Linked DNA regions of Mus musculus: all the other regions are linked to region 1. A link is a contact called in public ChIA-PET, HiChIP or PLAC-seq and promoter capture Hi-C data. All regions are on one chromosome and are shown on one strand. The core of a region is the stretch at or near the end of the contact, and the rest is flanking DNA. Distances in the headings are between cores, read along the strand shown. Region 1 holds the start of Ube2e3 (ubiquitin-conjugating enzyme E2E 3). Region 2 overlaps Cerkl (ceramide kinase-like). Region 3 has its middle 9.8 kb from the start of Gm46750. Region 4 overlaps Itga4 (integrin alpha 4). Region 5 has its middle 92 kb from the start of Gm46750. Region 6 has its middle 150 kb from the start of Gm46750. Region 7 overlaps Itga4 (integrin alpha 4).

What was found. Promoter capture Hi-C pulls out the DNA fragments that hold promoters and counts their contacts. ChIA-PET counts read pairs in DNA pulled down with a chosen protein or histone mark. HiChIP or PLAC-seq counts read pairs in DNA pulled down with a chosen protein or histone mark.
Region 2: a contact with region 1 is called in a promoter capture Hi-C map of pre-B cells, with 4 times the contacts expected there. The contact joins the enhancer-like site here to the promoter of Ube2e3 in region 1. A contact is called at or near these places in 9 of 39 promoter capture datasets (the 3T3-L1 cell line, the C10 cell line, the HPC-7 cell line and 5 more), 4 of 484 Hi-C or Micro-C datasets (cerebellum, embryonic stem cells, natural killer cells and 1 more), 1 of 115 datasets of contacts at active chromatin or transcription factors (bone marrow-derived macrophages) and 2 of 9 other capture datasets (liver and macrophages).
Region 3: a contact with region 1 is called in an H3K4me3 HiChIP or PLAC-seq map of bone marrow-derived macrophages, with 4 times the contacts expected there. The contact joins the enhancer-like site here to the promoter of Ube2e3 in region 1. A contact is called at or near these places in 8 of 39 promoter capture datasets (the 3T3-L1 cell line, cranial neural crest, epiblast stem cells and 4 more), 1 of 484 Hi-C or Micro-C datasets (myocytes) and 9 of 115 datasets of contacts at active chromatin or transcription factors (bone marrow-derived macrophages, cardiomyocytes, craniofacial prominence and 6 more).
Region 4: a contact with region 1 is called in an RNA polymerase II ChIA-PET map of memory CD8 T cells, with 65 read pairs. The contact joins the enhancer-like site here to the promoter of Ube2e3 in region 1. A contact is called at or near these places in 8 of 39 promoter capture datasets (the 3T3-L1 cell line, the C10 cell line, the HPC-7 cell line and 4 more), 17 of 484 Hi-C or Micro-C datasets (B cells, CD4 T cells, CD8 T cells and 13 more), 6 of 115 datasets of contacts at active chromatin or transcription factors (DN3 thymocytes, bone marrow-derived macrophages, effector CD8 T cells and 3 more) and 1 of 9 other capture datasets (macrophages).
Region 5: a contact with region 1 is called in an H3K4me3 HiChIP or PLAC-seq map of neural tube, with 4 times the contacts expected there. The contact joins the enhancer-like site here to the promoter of Ube2e3 in region 1. A contact is called at or near these places in 5 of 39 promoter capture datasets (the 3T3-L1 cell line, 3T3-L1-derived adipocytes, cranial neural crest and 2 more), 1 of 484 Hi-C or Micro-C datasets (cerebral cortex) and 4 of 115 datasets of contacts at active chromatin or transcription factors (bone marrow-derived macrophages, embryonic forebrain, embryonic limb bud and 1 more).
Region 6: an H3K27ac HiChIP or PLAC-seq map of neural progenitor cells shows a contact between it and region 1, with 47 times the contacts expected there. The contact joins the enhancer-like site here to the promoter of Ube2e3 in region 1. A contact is called at or near these places in 5 of 39 promoter capture datasets (the 3T3-L1 cell line, 3T3-L1-derived adipocytes, cranial neural crest and 2 more), 9 of 484 Hi-C or Micro-C datasets (the HL-1 cell line, Sertoli cells, adipose-derived mesenchymal stem cells and 6 more), 12 of 115 datasets of contacts at active chromatin or transcription factors (the NIH/3T3 cell line, astrocytes, bone marrow-derived macrophages and 9 more) and 1 of 9 other capture datasets (macrophages).
Region 7: a contact with region 1 is called in a promoter capture Hi-C map of hippocampal neurons, with 2.0 times the contacts expected there. The contact joins the enhancer-like site here to the promoter of Ube2e3 in region 1. A contact is called at or near these places in 5 of 39 promoter capture datasets (the C10 cell line, HPC-7-derived erythroid cells, hematopoietic stem and progenitor cells and 2 more), 1 of 115 datasets of contacts at active chromatin or transcription factors (memory CD8 T cells) and 2 of 9 other capture datasets (adipose tissue and liver).

Annotation. Positions count from the first base shown.
Region 1 is chr2:78,867,475-78,870,471 of GRCm38.p6, forward strand. It overlaps Ube2e3 (ubiquitin-conjugating enzyme E2E 3), which reads left to right and starts at 1,573. Exons shown (of 6, transcript NM_009454.2): 1 at 1,573-1,931; 2 at 2,983-2,997.
Region 2 is chr2:79,369,114-79,372,270 of GRCm38.p6, forward strand. All of the region lies in intron 2 of Cerkl (ceramide kinase-like), which reads right to left. Among named protein-coding and RNA genes, the nearest start is that of Gm22606, 22 kb to the left of the region's middle. Within about 2 kb of position 1,803, at least 113 of the 459 cell types and tissues checked have an H3K27ac peak or open chromatin away from gene starts, as enhancers often do. A contact at or near this core is called in bone marrow-derived macrophages, embryonic stem cells, liver and 2 more, where this site is marked.
Region 3 is chr2:78,376,691-78,379,523 of GRCm38.p6, forward strand. No RefSeq gene overlaps it. Among named protein-coding and RNA genes, the nearest start is that of Gm46750, 9.8 kb to the right of the region's middle. Within about 2 kb of position 1,576, at least 1 of the 459 cell types and tissues checked has an H3K27ac peak or open chromatin away from gene starts, as enhancers often do. A contact at or near this core is called in bone marrow-derived macrophages, where this site is marked.
Region 4 is chr2:79,269,097-79,271,971 of GRCm38.p6, forward strand. All of the region lies in intron 2 of Itga4 (integrin alpha 4), which reads left to right. Among named protein-coding and RNA genes, the nearest start is that of Itga4, 15 kb to the left of the region's middle. Within about 2 kb of position 1,300, at least 40 of the 459 cell types and tissues checked have an H3K27ac peak or open chromatin away from gene starts, as enhancers often do. A contact at or near this core is called in CD8 T cells, the G1E-ER4 cell line, the HPC-7 cell line and 8 more, where this site is marked.
Region 5 is chr2:78,478,786-78,481,844 of GRCm38.p6, forward strand. No RefSeq gene overlaps it. Among named protein-coding and RNA genes, the nearest start is that of Gm46750, 92 kb to the left of the region's middle. Within about 2 kb of position 1,451, at least 11 of the 459 cell types and tissues checked have an H3K27ac peak or open chromatin away from gene starts, as enhancers often do. A contact at or near this core is called in neural tube, where this site is marked.
Region 6 is chr2:78,538,563-78,541,326 of GRCm38.p6, forward strand. No RefSeq gene overlaps it. Among named protein-coding and RNA genes, the nearest start is that of Gm46750, 150 kb to the left of the region's middle. Within about 2 kb of position 1,474, at least 43 of the 459 cell types and tissues checked have an H3K27ac peak or open chromatin away from gene starts, as enhancers often do. A contact at or near this core is called in Sertoli cells, craniofacial prominence, neural progenitor cells and 1 more, where this site is marked.
Region 7 is chr2:79,308,589-79,311,722 of GRCm38.p6, forward strand. The region is part of intron 17 of Itga4 (integrin alpha 4); the gene reads left to right. Among named protein-coding and RNA genes, the nearest start is that of Gm22606, 38 kb to the right of the region's middle. Within about 2 kb of position 1,348, at least 13 of the 459 cell types and tissues checked have an H3K27ac peak or open chromatin away from gene starts, as enhancers often do. A contact at or near this core is called in hippocampal neurons, where this site is marked.

The DNA.
Region 1 (2,997 bases), core at 323-2,822:
ACCATTATCCCTCTTCACACATGACTCTGTTCAAACTGGAACACCCTTCTCCCCATCCAGGTGAATGTCAATAATGGGGTCTCTTTCCAGTCACTTGGCAGAGCTCTTGTCGGGGAGGGAGTAAGGAGACGGCTCTGGACACACGAAGCAGTTTATGTGCTTAGCATATACCAGGATATAGCTCGCTTGTGTAAGTTCACTGAATCTGTATCTTTGAAACGTTACAGATGTGACTTATTTATAGTTTCGAGTATTTTTTTTTTCTTTTTTTTACCAAAGCTCTTCTATTTGGAGGAAAAATAGTATGTTGGCTCACTTCTTTTCATTTTCCTTTCTCTTGAGCATTGGCTCATGTCTTATGGCTCCGCCATTCTAGTTTCTTCTGTGAACTCCTCCTCCCAGGACCCCTGGCCCTGAACACTCTTGAGAGAGGAATGCACAAATTCCTTCGAGGTTCCATCACTGGAACATGGTCTCAGGAGCGGCAAACAGGAAGTTTCTGGACTTCTGTCTATTTTGTGCTTGGGGCAAAACTGGACTCCACTTGGAAGATTCCGCAAAAAGCAAGGCAGGAGTAAACCAGCAACCTTCCTGATTCCTATCTAAAACTTTTAATGAGGACAGTGTCATATAGAGTCAGTCCCTCCATGGCTTCTCTATCCAGAAGTGGTCTCTCTCTCTCTCTCTCTCTCTCTCTCTCTCTCTCTCTCTCTCTCTCTCTCTCTCTCTCTCTCTCTCTCTCTCTCGCAAAGCAGAGCCCGCCGCCAGACACATCGGGTTATTGCCCCTAAACTTCCTCACTCCACTTTTTACATCTTGAGCGGGACATTTAAAACACAGTTTGGGATTTTGTAAGTTTCCAAAGCGTCCAGAGGGCAGTCCCCTTTTGGCAGCGCCATTGCAGGACGGGAGCCAGAGATTAGCCGAGGTAGGTCCCCTGGTCTCAAAATCCTATTCACCTCGCTCAGAAGCCCAGGACTCTACCTTGCTACTTCCTTCAGCTCAGAGGGGCCAGAAGCAGCTTTCCTTTGCCTGCGTGCCTGGCCTCCTCAATAACACCATTCATCGCCTGCCTCTCGGGGCACCGGGGAAGCCCCAGTCACGCGCCAGGGTTCTCGCTCAGGTACGGGATTCCCGGGGTAACCGCCGGCCCCTAACCTCAGGGGCGGGTAGTCCACTGGGCAGCGTCGGCCCGGAGGCGGGCTCAGGCCGGAAGCCACCCGCGGCCCCGCGAGACCGCGCCCCCGCCCCCGCCTCCTCGTCCTCCTCTTCCAGTACGAGCTCGGCGGCCAAGGGCGCAGGGGCCAGCCCGCCGGTCCCCGCCGCGCTCTTTGTCCCGGCCGCGCGCGGGCGGACGCGTGCGCATCTGCCCCCCCGCCCCCCAGCTCCCCAACCTCCGCCACCCCCCGCCCGCCACCCCCCACCCGGCGGAAAAAAAAAAAAAAAGAAGGCGCAGCGGGAGCGCGCTCGCGCGGGGGCGCGCGGGAGCCGCTCGCGCCCCCTCCGCCAGGCAAGCAGCGAGCACGCGCGCCGCCGCGCCCGCCCCTCCCCCGCCCGCCCGCTCGCTCGGAACTTGCTGACTGCGCGACCGGGAGGAGCCGAGCCGAGCCGAGCCGAGCGCAGCGGCGGGAGGCTGAGCGCGCGGGGGGCTCCCGCGTCCCTGCGCCTTCGCCTTCGGCCGGCAGAGCGCCCACCCCACCGTGGCTCCCGGAGCGCGGGGCGGCGCCACCCTCCGGCCGCAGCGCGGCACTGCACGGCCGCCTGCGACTTTCGATGTTCCACACTCCCGGGCCGGAGCCTCGGCGGCGGCTTCTTTTCCCGCCCCCCCGGTGCCCCCCCCAGGCTGCCTCCATTTCCTCAAGGAAGGTTCCTCGGCGCTCTCCCTCCCCCACAGCGTAGCGGCGCACGAGCGGGCCGGGCGGGCGGCCGAGGTAAGGCGGCGGGGCCGGGGCCCGCGTGGGGGGCGGCGGGGGCGGGGGCGGCAGCTTTGTTCGCGCCGGGCGCCGCGCTCCTCAGTCCGCCGCGCTAGTCAGTCAGCGGCGCGGGGCGGCGGGTCCCGCATCCCCCGGCGGGCGGGCGCAGTGGCGCGGTCCCCTGCGCGGCCCTCCCCACAAAGGACCGCGGAGCTGCGTGGCCCAGTGCTCGCCCCGGGGCGGGCCGCGCCAATTTGTTGCACTTCTGGGGGTGGGGGGTGGGGGAGGGCTTTTGTTTGTTTGTTTGTTTTGCCCTCGGGGTTTTGGCCGCTTTGCGGATTTTTTTTTTTTTTTTTAAAATAACAAAATGTCGGTCGGTGAGGGAGGAATTGAGCGGGGAACGTCGATGGCACCGGGAGCTTTGCAGAAGGTGCAGTTTGGAGCCTGCCCTTCCCCGGGTGGCAGCTCGGGCTCGGCCCGGTGAATCCTCGCCGCCGGCCGTGGGGACGGCTGTGGGGCGGCTGCCAGTTGATTTTTTTTTTTTTTTTAAATTCGAGTGCTGTGTTCAAAGGCTTTCGGTGCGCACGGGAGGACCCCGTCACCGTAAATAAGCATATGGGCGACTAACGGGGTATGTTTTTCCTCTGGGAAGGAGGATTTGATCGCTCAGACCGGTGTCAGCCTGTAAATATTTAGACGGTATTAGTGACTTCTGAACATTCTCGGCGAGATCTGTTATTTACAGTTGTCATATGTTATTAATGCCCGTTGCCCAAGTTCCCTGGCAAATCTGTTTCATGCCTTCTGAGAAAGTAGACAATTGATAGATTGTCCAAGGGATGGGAAAAAAATGTGAGTGGGTTTTCCAACTTGCATTTTGGTAAATCCCTCAACGCCTGCATTATAAATTATGATACGTATCAGATTCCCTGTAACGTGCTGCACCCTAAGTACAGGGACTTTCGAATCCTTTTCAATAAAATACTCTCAAAGGTGCTTATTGAGAAGTGCATGCTGCTATTTTTTTTTAAAGATCTAATGTTTCTCCATGGGTCTCTTCTCTCCTTAGAAGTTTTCCCAGAGA
Region 2 (3,157 bases), core at 553-3,052, 500 kb after region 1:
GGCTGTGACAAACAGGGAGGTGCATTTCTCCTTTGATATTTACATATACTGGAACAGGACACCTACTGACCCCAGGCCTACTGACATCTGACCTTCCCCATGACTCCAGGGACAGAATTGAGCAAGCAGGGAGGGGTTACTGTTTTCAACCAGCGCAGTGCATGCTGGTAGCTAACACAGGGCTTTAGGTCAGAGTTCAAATCCCAGGAGAGAGCAGGGGCGAAAGTGCTTCTCCCTTGGGGATTGGGAAAGCACCCACCTCTCAGAGGCAATCGGTCACTGTGCTGCCTCACAGTTGGGACTGAGATTTGATATTGCAATTTTCTGGGCTCTGCAAGACGCTTAGCACTGAGAACCCACTTGGAGCAGGTGCAGAGCAAATTGTCTGTTGTTAGGAAAGGGCAGGAGCCAAACGGAAGCTGACAACCATTTCTTTTGTAGTAAGCTGCTTTCGGAAGACAGCATTTTAAGGTTACAAAAGCAGTTAACATTCGTTTTGAATAAAATCATCACTAAAGATAAATGAAAGTAAATGTCCATTTATATCCAACTGTGTTTTATACTATACTTAGAATATTTTTCTCTTTCATTATATTTGAAGTAATAGACTTTTTTAAGTCCTACATACTGTTTTGAAATCAGGGAGGGCATGGGATGAGGAACAGAAGAGCCGTGTTGAAGTGTTTGGACATTCTCAGGAAGGCCTCAGGGTCTGTTTTGTAAGGAGCTTCATCGGTCTCCTGGTCACACATGCTGACACTCCCCCACCCCCAACCCCGCCGCCCCCCTTCCATGCCCCATGCCTCGCTTTTTTCAGCTCTTCTATTTGGATGAGCACTGAGAATCCTACATTGCAAGTGCTAGCTCCTGGGCCTTGTGTATCACTCACCACTAACCCACTCTGGTACAGGGAGGGCCCCATGTCTGTGCCAGTATGCTTTCCCAGATTTGCATAGCTCCAGCGTAGCTACTCCGGTCAGTGCTTCACTGTTCCAAAGCTGCCCTGGCCTCTCTGCTGTGGACACTACTGCCCAGGCCCCTTAAAGTGGCCATCAGAGAATGCAAATGTGTCCTGAAGCCAGTTCATCGCCTTCTCTTACATCAACCTTCAAGAGACTTATGGGAGGTTTGTTTTCTAACCTGGCCAGAGAAGATGGTGATGGTAGGAAGCAACAGCACAAGGGCATCTAGACTCAAAGCAGAGGCATGAAACACTATGGGAGTTTGTGGGGGTGGAACTGGACGGGACGGGAGTTTGTAGGGTGGGAGTGTATGGGGGTGGGAGTGTATGGGGGTGTCCTGGGGTATATTGGGGGTGTTTGAGGCAGTGCTACTTCTTAGGGTTCTGGAAAAGCCTTCTTGAAGAAAGTAGTATTTGCGTGAGGCTTCCTTCTCAACACAGAATGCCTTCTTCATTACTCTCCAATTAACAGTCGGACAGGGCTGGAACTTCTAGGTGCTGCCAGCGTAAGCGAGCACACAGAGCCAGGTCAACACCCGCGTTTCCTGAGCAATTTCAACTCCCTTTTGATAACTCCGGCCATTGTACTGCATCAGATGCAGAAGCTGCTGCCGGACCTTCTCCGTTCAGTTTTCTGTTTCTGTTTCAAACATGCTTCTAAAAAAAATTAAAATCCTACCAGTTTTTTTTTTTTCAAGGCTGCCGCCAAACCCCACTTCCTCCCAGGAGTCTGTCTTCATCCGTCCCCGGAGTCTGCCGGGTTCACTGCTCTGCACCATTTTACTCCAACCTCTTCTCTTCCGGTAACTTGTTTTTGTACCCTTTATACAATAGTCTCTGATTGGACGCCTTGGGGCTTCCACTAGCCAACCACAGTTCAATTAAAAATGGGAGGCTTGACAGTACTACATTACACTGTGCTGGGCTTGTTTAAGCATTCGGTTTGACAGGTTACATGGACACTAAGCAAATAACAAAACAAAAAAATAGTTGCATGAAACATTCCAAAGTTAGAAAACTCTTACTTTCAGAAATTAGAAAAATTGATTCAGGCAAGCAATAACGGATCCCTGATTTATCGGATGACAATTAGGCTATTTACATAATCCTAAACTTCACCCTTTACAAGCTACTGAAGCAGCTTTGTAAAGTTGTGAGATGTGAGATTCTGCATCTGATGAGAATACTGTTGCTGTCTCTTAACCAGGAACTGAGCAGGCAAATGTCTCCTTTGCTTTCACTAAACCAGGCCAGAGCCAGGAGCTGGCTTCAAGCTTCAGGTACCAAGAGTCAGAAGTAAATCCATCCTTGTCCATACACGTGTAGAGATCTACATTAGCCGGAAGGTCTTTTCGTTTGTAAACAGACAGTATCCATGCAGTTGGCGTTATAAAAACTGAATTTAATTTCTCCATTTTCTATGGTCCTAGTTTCGTCACCAACACCTCCATGCCTGCTGTGTATCAGGCAGAAGCAGGGGATCTGAGGTTCCATGAGTGAAGCCCTTGTCCTTACAAAGATGGCATCCTAATGGATGGACACAGAAACGAATTCAGATTTGGCCAGAAGGCATTCTACAGACAAAATTACAGCAAAGAAGAGGGAGAAGGTGACTCCCTGGTAGGAAAAGTCAGGTCTTCCAGAACTTTCCAGTTATTTCTAGGGACTTTGTTTTTTTTTTTTTTTTTTTTTTTTTGCTGCTTAGAAAGAGATACATGGTAAATTTTGAGCAAAGCAGTAATAAAACCTCTGGTTTTTAAGTAGGCTCACTCTGGCCTCGGTGTAGAGGCTGGAGTTCTTAGCAGAGCCACAGGAAGGCAAAATTAGTGCTGCTGGCTAAGGTTCTGAGTAGAATAAGATTGTTCTTGCATCAGTGTGGGTGCCATAGATGGTAACATTAGATTTTGCACCTATTTTAAAAGTGAAACTGAAACAGAGAGAAACAATGTGGCCACCAGTTCTTATACACAGTTTATCTCTCTGCTTCTCCCATATCTATCCACCTTTGGGCACTTTTCCCCTTTGGTGTCATATCTAAAGTGTCAGAACTTCTTCCACTTTAAAAATATATGAAAAATCTAATGTTAACGTATATGGCACCTACACTGATCAGGGCCCAGTTGGACTATACAAAGAGGTCTGGATCAGCTAGGGCTGTATAGTGGGACCTTGTCAAAAACAACAGCAGTCACAGGA
Region 3 (2,833 bases), core at 326-2,825, 490 kb before region 1:
GATATATTTTTAATTCACAATACAGTCTTCCTATCTGAGTGAGAATCTCTGTTCTCTTGAAAGGGACTCATAAAATACACTGAATTGAGTCTGTGGATATAGAAAGAACTGTTGGTCCCTGCAGGCTTGGAGAGTTTTCCTTTTAGGTAGCTGCTTTTCCATTATGAGCATTCTTCACTTTCTTAATTGTTTATTATTATTATTATTATTATTATTATTATTATTATTATTATTATTTTGCTATTGCTGTTGGTCCTGGGTTTTTTTTGAACACTAGGTTGGCACGCAAGTGTTGAGACAATATCCTCCATCATTTGTTTATACATATGGGCTCTTACCATTTAGTACAAGCTAGCCAAGAGCTTGCTGTATATCCCAGTCTGACTTTGAACTTGTGATCTTCTCACTTTTGCTTCCTGAAGGATTGGGTTACAGGCATGAGCCACTGTGTTAATTCTAAGAGCTTCCTTCCACTGATCTAGTGGGATGATTTTCTCTTGGTGAGAACATTGTAGCAAGAAACTGAAATTGGGAAGACTGGGAAAATGTCCTTTGCTCCTTAAGTGAAGCAACGGTCAGTAAGCTATGGTCAGTAGCTGTAAATAGATGAAACACTAGTTATCTGTCCCAATATCCATCCTTCCTGATCATAGAGTTACGTTATAATATATTCTCTTCTAGTGATATTATTTCTTCCCTTAACATGACTTGATTTCATAGCTAAGTGTCCTGTTTTGTACTTTTCAAAAATTTCTGTTTTAAGGCTGTTGATGGCAGCATTTCTGTGATCCATAGGTTTATTCTTATATCCATATTTCTTCCATGTTGGGCTTTATAGAATTAACATAAAAGTTGATGCTTACTTGTCTTAGAATAGAAAATCATCCCTGATGGTCAATTAACTATTATTGTGAAAGATTATATTGTCATATCACTTTCTGTAGAAAAATGTAAGCTTAAAATCTATTATTTCATCTATACGTTAATTTTAGAAATAGAATTTTCCAACTTTCTAGGGTTTGAATGCTATGACTTAGAAGTAATGATTTAATACTTATGCAGGGAGTTGCTCTCAGGTCCACAGGGAACCTAGATAGTCATTCTCAGGCAGTCATCTTCAATCTTCTTTGCTGAGGATTTTCCAGAATTTCAAATTTTGCTCTAGGGAAAAACGTAATTAAAACTGGAGTGGTCGGAGCCACATCCATGACCTCTTCAGATAGCACTGATGTATGGTGGGGAGAATGGTCAGTCAGGGAGGTAATGAGATGTGAAAGTTCTTACTTGTTCTTACTTTCTACTCCTCGCTTGTGAACTGTCCCTTATGTCAACTCTTCAGGCCTTGAGTAAAGGCTATAGTCACATCTTCTTATAAAAGGATTGAACATTGCTATTCTGAGAATGCAGAATGCAAAATATTTTGTTAAAATGTGACCATCTCAAGACTTGTCAACCTCAATCCCCTTCACCAATTATGCCTTCTATTTCTAAGGATAAAAGGAAAGTAAATATTGCCCTACTAAAACTGGAGCAAGCTTCCATTTATAGCCAGATGATTAACTTCCTGCATGACTAATGAATGCAAAGTGGACGACCTAATGCTGTTGGCTGTGTTACATTTCAGTTTATGAGGGGAGAGAAACAGTGTCAACCGACATTATGTATCTACTGACTTCCAGGAATACCACTGCATAATAAAGACCAAAAGATAAATGAGAGCAATGTACAGCTATGCATTCAAAATTATTTTCTTCTTCCTAATGGGGACATTGTGTTCATGAGATAACCACTGTTTTAACAAGATTCTATAGCTAGGAATAGCATTCTGTATAATTTGTGTTAATTTAGTCATTGAGGAGAAGGTTAATTGAAGGTAAAGTTGTAATTACATTATATCCCTGTGTGAGATTTATTTTACAAAAGTAACTATAGTATCATAATAAACTGGCCCCAAAACAATGACACAGGAACTAGAGGGCTTAATATAGTTAAGTAGAATACAATTGCAATGATTCTTGTATAATTACACAAAGTAATTTTCTAAATAATTTTTTATGTAACAGAAACACATCTGAAGCTATTTTAAAAGGAAAACACATTGATATTCAGTTGCTGTGGTCGACAGTTTAATTTATGTTGAGTCAAAAGATCCAAGTTAGACCTTCATGCAGACATCATAGTTAATAACGATTTGAGAAACACTGTCCTTGTGTTCCAAAGGAAATTCTTGGACACACCCTACCATGGTCACAAAGTGACACAGAATATTGGATCTGGAAGTCATCAGTATAAATTAGTAAATGTCTGGGGCCTAAGAGTTTGGAAATGTATATGTACTGCTTTGCTTCCTATAGACCAGCATTTAGGATTAAGTTACCTGGGGAGAGTTTCCTGTATGAACTACTATTCCCATAAAGGTGACTTTAGAGAAAATGAACAAATATATGTATTTTCAAAAAATACTTCACTGGATAGCAGAGGAGGTAAGTGACTTCTGAGTCATTCATGGTTTTGGTTTGCAGCTTTAAGTTATTCAACAGATGACCAGGTATCTAATAGCCTTGGTCTCAGGTTTATTAATTTAGTTTTCTGGGAAAGACTGTTATAGACTAGTGAAAAAAGGCACTTAGAGCAAAACATAAAGAAGAAAAAAGATGCGGATTGATACCATGACAGCCATTATTGTCTAATATGGATTGGTAGATTTCTACTTCTCCACATTTTCACTGATGATGCTTCAAGGTCACTTTGCTTTAAATAGACAAGGAGACAGATTCAAGAAAAAACAAAAAGAAGATGCAAAGAAAAGTGACAACCCTTATGACAGAAGACC
Region 4 (2,875 bases), core at 50-2,549, 400 kb after region 1:
GGTAGTTGGTATTTGTTTAAAATTCTCCTGGGTGATCTCAAGACCATTCAACTCCTTCACACGGAACAGTAGATTTACAAGCACAGAGGCTGAGGGAAGGAACTCTCAACGGTCTAAGAAAAGCATAAGATGGGGCCATCTTGACTCTTCTGCTGAGATTTTTCTGGCATTCCCAAAGAGAAGAGAAAGTGTTCCAGAAATCAAGGAAGTTCCAGAACTGGAGTGGTGACTTGCAGACTATTCCTGGAACTAATTTTGCCTAGTAACACATACTGAAAGCCTCTCTGTATTGTGGTTGAAGTTGAGGATTGTCTCAGTGGGAAGCAATGTCAAGAAGCAAAAAGAAGAAATAATCACAATGTGTAGATGTGTGGGTGTGAGTGTGTATGAAGGGAGGATGTGTGTATACATAAGTGTATGCCTGTTAAAATAATTCCTCACAATTTTATTATTTTATGAATTTTCTTTATGGCTTCATAGTCGTACTTTTGACCCATTTTGAATCAAGACATGTAACACAAATAGAAGACTGATTATTGTTTTCCATTTATGAAGTTCAATTTTTAGCACATATTTCTGGGTTTTGGGTTGGGATGGGATGATGGCTAATAAGATTTGGGTTTGGCCACAATGAAGATGAATAAGGTCTGTGCTGAACCATAGAAGCAGAGCAGAACGGCTGCAAACAAATGTATGCAGCTAATCCCAGTCAAAACAAAGTCCTCCTTCCTACTGGTTACTATTCATCATCGTTTCTTCCCAGCGATCACAGCCTATACCATTAAGAGCTCTTGACTTCTAAGGTTGAGTCTTTTCTGTAAAGTAGATAAGTGATATACATTATATCGTTTAATATATACACACACTATGTAAATATATATATATATTTAAATTACCACAAATCAGAGGCCTATAAATTAGACAGTATCTGTTGTTGATACCACATAATAACACATGTGAAAGACTGTGTCTAGTCTGACTTAACCCCAGCCTCCACATGCCCCATTCAAGAGCAACTTAGCCTCACCACTTGAATCCTGAGAAAGTCTGAGCATTTTTCATGTCAAAATAAACACCTCTTCTTGTGGCTTCTGGAGGGCTCGTTGTTCTGTTTCTAAGAATCATTGCTTTAACCAGAGAACTAAGAGTAGGGACTTGGGCAACACAGGAAATAAAGCCTAGAGCCTTACAGGCTCTCAGAGAAGTCATTCTAAACAAGCCAGGTCGTTCAGAAGTCCTTCTGAAGGACTCAGAAAAAAACCAGAAATGGAGAGATATGTGCTGAAATGATAAGAAAGGGGCACAGAGAACAGGAAGGCTAGGCAGTAACAGCAGTAACTGTCTTCTGCAGGGCTAACTCTACTGTGCAGGAAGCAGCTTGGATAAAACAGATAACAGCTTAACTTGGCAAAGGTGTCTCTAATGTTCATTTAAAAACGTAGGGAACAGCTCAGCTAAGAAACACATAATTGCATGCAGGATGCTATTCTTGCACATATGAACTTCTGGGCCATTTTCAGCTAGCAAATTTGCACGCTATCATTTGCATGGTTCCAAAGCATCGTGTTTGTTGTTTTTTAACGTCTGGTGACTAACTAGAGAAGAGAACATTTGTTTGCAAATATCAAACCTGATCTTGAAGAAAACACCCATTTTTCATCCCCATGCAAACAGGGAAGGTGGCGTTCGGAGGACCACGCACTCTTGTCTTTAACAATGACAACTGCAGGTGGATTGGCTGGTGTTGACTATAATTTTAAAAATAGTTTTGTATTTTCGATTATATGGCATTTATTGTTATAGTAACAGAGCTTCAACTGCACATAGCCTGGCTGCCTTTGGTGGTGCGTTTTTGACATTAATTTTAAAATATTGGTGGTTTTAAAGACAATTCCAACTGAAAACTGCATCCCAATGAAAATTAAATCCTTTGGCCTCCCCTTCTTACTTCTCCTGTATTGGTTTGGAATCATGTAGCCCTAGTAGCTCCCTGTGTTAGGCTAACACTGTTGGTTGAATGCTTCTCAGCAATTAGAGTGAAGTTTATTGGAACTGGAAGATGGTAGCTGAGAGCTCACAAAATGGAGTGTATAATGGAACATTATAAAACAGGTTCTGTTTTCCTGGACTTCCTTCCTTTCCTCTTCTTTCTCCAGCCTTTCCTTCTCTCATCATTCTCACATAGGAAGCTCTGTGTACATCAAGACTACTCTCTATCAGGGTTTGGACCACAGCGAACTGTTCTTCCTGTTGCTTAGCAGTGTTCTTTCTCTGGGTCTGTTTGCCTTCATTTCTCAGTCAATCTCCCAGACTATCCATTAGTAGTAGAAGACATCATTGGTTTCCAGGAAACCAAGCCAACAAAGCATTATCAATGTTCTATGCTAACCATGCTTCTGACCTGATCTGAAGCAACCCTTGGAATGGACAGGGATGGCTGGATCCCCTGACTAGGACTCCAGGAAAGAGTTTGGGCAGCTCCCGTAAGCTCGGTTGTGTTAAAGCATTAGGTATTTCTGTGAATGATGGTTTGAAATCCACACATATATTCATAAATATCTTCCTACACTTCTTACACAGAATCTTTATGACTCAGGAAAGTCAATACAAATGATCTCCTTTTAAATATATTATCTTTCTGTATGGAGGCGTTGTGAGTGTTCCTAGGAAACTCTACCTAGGATTCAGATAAGAGAGGAAAACAGGTAGTTAATGATACAAAGATGCGTGTGAGACATTTTGTTATAACACTATAAAAACTTGTGACCAGTGTTCAAAATAAAGAATTCCAGCTTCCGGTACACTTACCTCATCGAATCAATGCTGTGGCTTTTTTCCCCCCCGCTGTCAGAACTAAGCACAGAATATTCAAGTG
Region 5 (3,059 bases), core at 201-2,700, 390 kb before region 1:
GCTTCATGGCCAGTGATCCTCAGAAACCCACCTGTCTGCTTGTATAGAGCTGAGATTTCAAATGCCCACCAATATACACTTTGTTGTTGCTCTTATTAATACGGATTGTAAATATTCTGGCAACAACTTTATCTGGTGAACTATATCACACAAATGGGTAGTATATGCTCATTGAACAAAATGATGGCATCAATTCATTATGTTCTTGTACCAGTATATCATGTACTTTGACCATAGTTAGCCTTCCTATGTTCTGGAAGTTTGAACTTGTTTAGCACCTATGATGACTTGGGAGGGAAATATACAGAGAACTAAAAGACAAATTGCAAAGTAAGTAGTTCTTCTGGCAGAATAACAGGTTATATCTAACATTCTTGTGACATTTTGAAATTTGAATTTTGAGTCCCACACTGTGAGCCAAGCAAGGAGGCAGTGTTGTTGTTGACAGAGTTGATGGCAGGGCAAGGGTGAGAGGTTGGTGAGGGAGAATCTAGTTTGAAAGGGAGAAGGTTTGGGAGCAACAGTCTCGTACTCCACTCATCATCCTCAAATGTGCTAAATGGAAAGGCAAGCTTCTGTCAAAGTACAGTCTAGGAGGATGGAGGGTTAGAGGCACAAAGACCCAAAAAATTCAAACTTGTCCTCTCCCTGGAAGACCAGACTTTTCTGCAGTTCACGCGGGCCAGTGTCAGACAATAGGTATTGGTAGTTTTCCTTCCATTATTAAAGCAGTGAAATCTTAGACTACTTGGCAACTCTGAGAGTGGATAAACTGTGAAGATTGAAATGCCTGACTTCAGTTTTCTCTTTACAAAAGAGAGTTTTCTTTTGTGTCTAGGCTTTTGTGTACATAAAAATATCCTCTGTGCCTGTCCAGAGAAGCCTGGCATACTGCGTTAAATTGTTCTTTCACTTTAGAAAATAGAAAGACTCTAAGTGTTTTTTTAAAGAGGTGTTATGATTGTCCTGCGGTTTTGTGTACTGAGATAAAACATTATTTCCAATCACTTGGCCTTTGCCTTTCCAAATCTATCTGCTCTTCCAAGCTCTGTATTAGAGTCCTTTATCCCTTCATCCGGCCATCAAGCATTCTCTAGTCCATCTTTTAGATTCTGTCTAAAAGCAACTGTCTTCAATATTGGCACTATGTAGTGATAGGCAAAATTCGTTTTCAGGTTCTGATATCTTTAGGGACACAGGTTGTCACTCATAGCGGGAGGTTAATAAATGATTAAAGAAAGAATGTGTGTGTGTAATAACTCAGGTTACTGGGGGCGCTCCATGTGCTGGAATGTTTTTTTTTTCTAAGCATTTTTGCAATGCTTCCTCATTAATCTTATGAGACAAGGCTTTGCCTGAGGCCAGGTGTGGGTGACTTCTGCCTACTGATTATGCAAACACAGATCTGGGGTATGAATCCAGGCATGAGTCTGTACCCTGTGATCTTTATTACTGTGGATTCCATCTGGAAAACACCTACAGTGCGTGTCCTGATTCGCTAGCCAGATAGAGTGGGTGGGAGGCATGAGAAAAATGATGTTTGCAACGTTGGCCTTGGATCCTGGACCTAGAAGTTTACATAAGTGAAAAAAAATGCATTTTATAGGTTATCTGCAATAGAGTGGGTTGCTATTAATATTTATTTTATTAGATCTTTTGGGAATAAATGAGATAGTACAGAGAAATGCATATAATGAGTGTGTGTGTGTGTGTTTTCTAATTCATATCCTTTTTGAGATGGATATCCTGACTCTGCAGTTCTCTTTCTAGATTCATCACTTTTCTTACAACAATGATTTGCAAATAGTATGAAGTTGCAAATTATTATTAATAACTGAAAAATTTAAAAATACACTCATACACATCAGTAGACCTGCGTACCCAGCCCTGCTTCCCCCCCCAAAAAGAGTGGGTTCTTTGTTTTGTTTTTTAAGTTATAATTTTAAAACCCCAAACCAAGCATTCTGAACTCGTGAATTGCAGTTCTTTGAGGGGTGACCGTTTGGTACTGGTGCATTCTCCTCTGGGGACGTCCCTCTCTCACCCCCAGCTTTCCATACAGGTAGCATCATAACTAACAGGCTACATTTAGAAACACTATGTGTACATGTATATAATATATGAATATGTATGCATGCAATAATAATTAGTGGAAAAGAGGCCATGAGTATGAAGGAGAGCAGAAAGAGGTGTAACAGGAAGGTCTGGAGGGATGAAAGAGAAAATGTAATTTAATTACCATGTCCCTTCCCTTTTCTCTTTTTTCCTCCTTTTCTTTTCTTCTTCCCGCTTCCTCTAGCCTTACTATGTTGCACATTATCCTGGAACTCCTTAACAGCCATCTTTCTGACTCTGCCTTAATGCTGGGATGCCCGTATTCCTTGTTGTCTTATTATAGAGTGACTATTGATCCAACACAGGGCCATAGCTTACTTCTTACACAGCTGCATGTTTATTCGACCTTATTTAAGTAGTCTATATTATATTGTATTTTGCCTGTAGCATTTGGGTAGCCTAATTCAGTGCTCATATGCATAGAAAACAAATATGTTTTAATGAGAGAGATAATAGTTTATTTGCTTTAAAAAAACTATTTATTTTTCTTCTTGGTTGTTTGGAATTGTCCACCCAAAGCATATTTATTCCCAGAACAGCAATCAGAAAGAAAAAGGGCTGTCTCAACTGCAGGAGCAGGGGAGAGCTGAAGAAGGGCCCCATGATTTACCTCTACTCTGTCCTCACACAGCACACAGCCCATGGCGAGAAAGGAGTCATTTAATTGCAGTGTCTCTGTGGGCAGTGCAGGATCTACTCCAGAGCGGCTAAGTACGGGATTCACAATACCCACTGTCTAGTTAGAAGAATGGCCACTGTTGCCTCAAGTTGGCAAGGCTCTGCATACTATAATCATGACTTGAGGGTCTGAATTCATGTATAGGCATGGATTCATATTAGTTTAACTTCTCTTTATCTCTCTTAAGTTATGGACATGAGAGCAATTTTTTAAACCATCTGTGGGTTGGCTTCTTGCAGTCACAGCATTTGCAAGGTGTACATTG
Region 6 (2,764 bases), core at 224-2,723, 330 kb before region 1:
AATTTGTTCTGGGAGATTCTTAACTGTATGAGAATCTCTGATGAGCATGACCTATGAATAAAAAAAGAGCCTCTGGCCAGTGAGATAAGACAGGAAATAGGAGGCAGAACACTGGCAGGAAGAGAGAGGATTCTGGAAGAGAGCCAGATGAGGGGAATTTGCTGTGAAGATGAACACAAGTTGAACACATTGTAACTGAGCACAGGTAACCAGCCACACTGTAGACTGTAGCCTAGAATAAATGGGATATTGTAAGTTATATCTAGTCAGAGAAGAGCCTAGCTGTATGGTCAAGGGGTGGGTAAATACAGTTTGAGTCTCAGTATTATTGCTGGGAGTCTGGGGCTGAGATAAAGAATCGGGGCTTAACTTGAACACTTCACTGTCTAAACTCCCTCGTTTTAAGCAAGAATGTGCTTCTTTATTTCATTATCGCTCTTCGAAAAGTTCAAACATATTTTAAGACTTGAACGTCCTGTAGTCAATAATGAATGGTTCCATTGATAGCCATCATATAGAAGTTGTGATGCGCTTGGTCACTGCATGTGTCACAGTTCTGTCCACCTCACAGTGACAAGGGTCCTTGGGAATTTTATATTCTGCATTGCAGGTGCAACTGTCTTTAAAAATAAGTCTGTTCCTTGATTATGTGACTTTCTCAGAGAAACAAGGAAGTCTACACACAAACTTAGTAAGTGTCACCTGGATACTATAAAGAGGAAATACTGATTAAAGAATTCAAAGCCAGGCACTAGAATTAGAGTTAACAGACATACATCCCTAGAATATAAAGTCAAATTTGGATTAAGTTCAATTGAAGAAATCACTATTGAAATTTCTTACGGACACTTTAATCTTCTTCTAAATTAAATCAGTCATTCATGAGGGGAAACCTCTGAGACAGCAGTCGCATCTGGTCGGTAGGCAGGGCTCACGACTTACAAAGTGCGGTTTGTTTTACCGAAATACGCTGTCTTCCAAACTAGCTAATTTTCTTTTAGTCTAGATTTAGAAATATAAATTTAATGTTTTTTAATAATTTGCATAAAATATTTAGTCCATACATATTTTGGATCATTTATTATTTATGTATTTATAGACACAAAACCCTTTCATATGTTGGGTAAATGTTCTGCCACTGGGCTACGTTGCCAACCCTAACTTGTGGGTTTGTAATGCAGTCAACTTTAAAACTGTTACCAAATAGGATTAGCTTAACTTTCCTGAGTCATGAGGAAAAAATTTCCCCAAGATATGTCAAATTTGACTGGCTAACCCAGACTCTAATTATAGCAGCACAGAAACTTACTTTGCATCTACACGTGAAATCCATGAATTCAGAAAGGTCAAAGACTCGAGGCTCACTTATAAGCATTCATTTTTACCATTACCAGCATATAAGCAGATAGAATGTCTCTTTTCTCTATTCTGCTCTTACTGTCAAGCCACAAATCCAGCCATGCCAAAGTACTTCCAGATTCCCCGAAGGACTTGCTGGCTCCTTTCCCAACACTAACTTTCCCATGGCTTTGCTACTTAGAATGGTCTTTGTTTTCTTCTTACATCAGGCCTCCGAGTATTTCAAGGACATTGGCTGTGTCCTCTACAGAGATTCCTCCCTGAGTCCTCTGGTGTGTGTAGGTGACATCTTTCCCCTCTCTCAGGACCCTACAGCTCTCACCATCCTGGACCTGAGTGATTTATTTCTTGTCTGCTTGGGAGCAGGGACTGTGTCATTTATCTCACCTTTGGTGGCATGCAGTGATTAATCAGTGAATGTTTACTGAAGGGATGGATACCTTTTCACTTGAAAGCTACTCTTGGCTTTCATTTTATTCGGAGTTGATTTTATCAACACGAATGGGATAAATGGTTACTCTCACCTTTTCACAGCTGGAAAGCTTACTGGGGACATGGACAAATGGTTTGCATTCCTGCCCCTCATTCACCTCGTGTGATCATTTCATGTGACCCTGGCAATGGTTGCTTCACAAACAAGGACCCTGTCATTATCCTGGCACTAGAGATGCAAACAAATAACATCTTTGTTTTCAAAGAGATGAGGTCTGAGCTGAAATGAGCAGTAAAACAAATCATCTGTGTTCCAATGAAAGAGCAGTCACTGGTCATACACAGTGAAAGAATGGGAGGGCGAATGTTAGGCCCTATTGTAGGGAGGTCAGGAACGCTCAGTGGATGAAAGAATTAGTAATTCCTGATAGCAGAAAGAACCTATGCACTGAAGGGTAAAATATAACTAACTGTGGCTTCACTGAGAGTCAGAGTGTGGTTCCAGCCCAGGTAGATGATACCTTGAGAACTTGGAATAGTGGTTTCTCTCTTGTAGAATTTTATCCAGGGCACTATAATTTTAATGAGGGTATTTGGTTTGGTAACAATTTAGTATTTTAATACCACAATTTGGAAATATGTTCTTATTGCAAGTATTTGTAGTGAGAAGCTAGTCTGTCCATTATTAAAGCTTCTTTTTTTGCTGTTGATGAATGATCCGAGTCCAAATCATGAACTGACTGTAGTCGCTGGAAGGCTTGACATCAGGATCCACCCATATGACAACAAGCTCCATCCATCTCTCTCCAGTTATAGCGAAAGCAACGTATAAACGATAAAGGCAGCCCCCGGGGTATATACTGTCCACTCCTATACATGTGTCCAATCTGTCCATGGTAAACAATGTGGTATGAGGTCAATGGAGAGGGACTTGGTATATCTTGATTATGCTGTTAATTAAACTTCAGACTTT
Region 7 (3,134 bases), core at 98-2,597, 440 kb after region 1:
GCTGCCCACTGCCTGAGTAATCTGGGGTTCTGGTAGCATCAAGTGGGGAACTCTGAGTAGACAGTAAGTTGTGAATGGTACCTGGCACCATGCATTTAACTCTTCAACAGGCTAATCTAATACAACTGTCCTTTGTAAAATCAAAGCCTGACTGACCTCCCGAAGCAGGCGAAGAATGAAGTTCATGCTTCGATACTAACGTCCACTCACTTCCGGGCCAGCTTCCTAATCCAAGTTCCTTTTCATTTCTCTCCTTGAACTTTTATTCAACAAAGTCAGATGATAGTAAAGAAAAAGAAAAGAAGATGAAATTCAACTTTGGACTGGAGGCCAGTTGCTGAAGGCTTCTCTTTTGTCAGATAATTCTGCTGTGTGTCTTTGAGCATTAAGCTGTGCTAACCATTCACATTTTATTTTGCTGCGTTGTCTTTTCCCCCCTTGTTTATTTCTTTCCTTATTTCTTTCCTTCCTTCCTTCCTGCCTGCCTTCTTTCCTTCCTTTTTTGTCCCTACCATTCTGATCAAAACTAAGTAATCTTCAGAGACCAAATTTATTGCACCAAGAAAGAATATATTGACAATACTAAGGTTTTGTGAATGTCTTGTAAAATCCAGTCATGTTCACTGAGAGAAAATGTAGAACCTGGTGTAACAGCTTTCTCGTTTCCTCATTCACTTATTAAGTTATGGTTCCATGTGTGCACAGTACTTGGGCTTGTGTCAGTTATGTGGACTCTAAGCAGCTTTGTAAATTTCAAGCCTGCATTATGCATGTTTTCATGAAGAATGAACTGTAAGTCCCAGGGAAGCCGCTGGTTCAGTCATGCCACCCGTCCAGATGTGCAGCTGGCTCTCCTTCATGGTATGTAGGACGCTGGCTGGTGTCTTTTCAATGGCTTCTTGTTAAAGAAGATGTATAGAAAGGTGTACTTTTAAGAATCATGGAGTTGGGATTGTGGTAATTGTGCAAAATAGCTTAAAATGGAAACTAAACCGGGAGTCTTGCTGACAACAGGAGCCTGGTGCCGCTCTGATCGGCTGCTGTCTCAGAAGCTGGCTGCGGATGCCACGCTGCCACCTTCTGTTGCCTGTCAAAGTGCCAACTTCTTTCCCAAAGGTGTTCAGTGACTAATGCTTTGGTTCCAAGCCAGAATATTTTATAAATGTCTATTTCTAAGCAGCTCTTGTACAAGTCTTAATTAAACTTTAATGTCAAGCTGAAGTTTACTTTTAGAGTACCTTGAAAGTCCCTTCGGTCGTAACTGGATGATAGAACGGTAGGGAAAAGGCAGCGTGGCTCTCTTCTCACCATTTAACAATCGCTGCCAAGGAGAAGCCTGCTGACTAAGTCCAAAGGCTCACAACATGAGCAAACCACACCACCTCCTTCGTGCTGGGGTAGCTCATGACCACTCCGTCAAGTACCTCCAGGATGAGATGGTAGCCAGGGTCTAGAATGAGTACTTTGTTATTTATTATTCATTTGTTGCACAGCTTCTCAAATCCAAGGCTCAGAAAAGAGAATTGGTTCACATAGGGTATCCTTTATTTCTCTCTCTTCTTTTCTACAGGGTGCTACAGGGGAGGTTAAAGGCTTGGGGCTGGATTACTTTTTCTACTTCTACTTGGATTCTAAGGGAAAAGCCTGTAGCCTCTGCCAGCTGAGATTAAGGACCCTCTGTTGATGTCAGAATGGATCCAGGCATGTCGATGCATACCTGTAATTACAGCACGCCAGAGCATGGGATGGAATTACAAGTACAAGGCCTGCCTGGCCTACATATAGCATGACTCTAGTCCACAAAAACCAGACAACACAAAACAAAAACCAACAGCAAAGATAATGGATTTTAGTTGTCTAGTAATACCACATGTTGCTTGTTAATTTGAAAGTTTTCATCAGTCATGTGGGCTGTATAGCAGGAGCCACCCCAATGGTTTTTATAACGTGACAGTTTCAATTTCTTGGAAAAAATGCACTCAGTCTCAGTTGCTCATCTGTACCAGTAGTGCAAAAGCGAGAATGGCTAGACTCAATAAAACTTTATTTATAAAAACAAAGGAATGATTTACGTTCAGACAGGAGTTTCCAGATGCCTACTCTGTTGGCCTGCCTGCGTTTCCTGTGGCATCCACTTAGTACAGCATTTTTTTTCTAGGTTAAAACACACCCTCTTATAGTATAATTTGTTATTTACTTTGCATAATGTATAATCTTGTATTTAAAAAATGTTTTTACAAGATAAATAGAAATACAGGGAGAAAAGATAGGAGGAATGCAAAGGGATATATACACAGAACAAGTATATGTGTGTATTCAATGTGAGACTATTATAGTTCTACATGGGAAATGACTGAAATCCTACTTACCACTGACTGGGCAAAGAAGAAGACAAGTGGCTAACTAGGGTGGAGCACAGACTTAAGTGACAAGCAATTTGCAAACACCGATTGAAACTAATTTCACAAAGTTTAAATAAAAGAAACTACATTCAAAATCGCAGCTACCAAGGATTACATCTAATTACATTTGTATGAGATTCCACACTGGCTAAAACTCGAGTGTGGGTTCCAGGAGTCAGTGGTCATTTAGGGGGGCCCCGGTGAATTGTTCATGTATACAGTGTCTTTCCTTGGTTGGCACACCAGTCTCTGACATGTATTCAGTTAACCACAGTTAATAAGTTGCATCTTAGGATGCTTGCTTCCTTCTATACAAACAGCTTTGAAATGGGAAACGATTTGAATAACAGGAGCAAATCTTTAAGTAGTAAGTTTAGTTTCTTAGAAATGTACTTAGGGTTTTAAATGAAGAAAGAGGACTCTAAGCTACAACTCTGTTTATCCACTCTGGTGTTCAGAAGAATAAATAATTTTGGAAAGTAACTTTTCCTTTCCACTACTGATTTTGCCTTAGTTAAGAGCATCGTTTATGTGGTCATTTCAGGAGCCTTGCTACTGTTGACATTTTTGGATGTGGACTAAGGTGGAAATCACATGACTACATAGTGTTGGACATTGAGTTTCTTAATGAGCGATTTGAAATTTTTGTATCATTGAGGACAGGCAAGCATGCTCTCTAGCTGAAATTTTACAGAATAGATATTGAAAATATTATGAAAATTTCATAAGCCT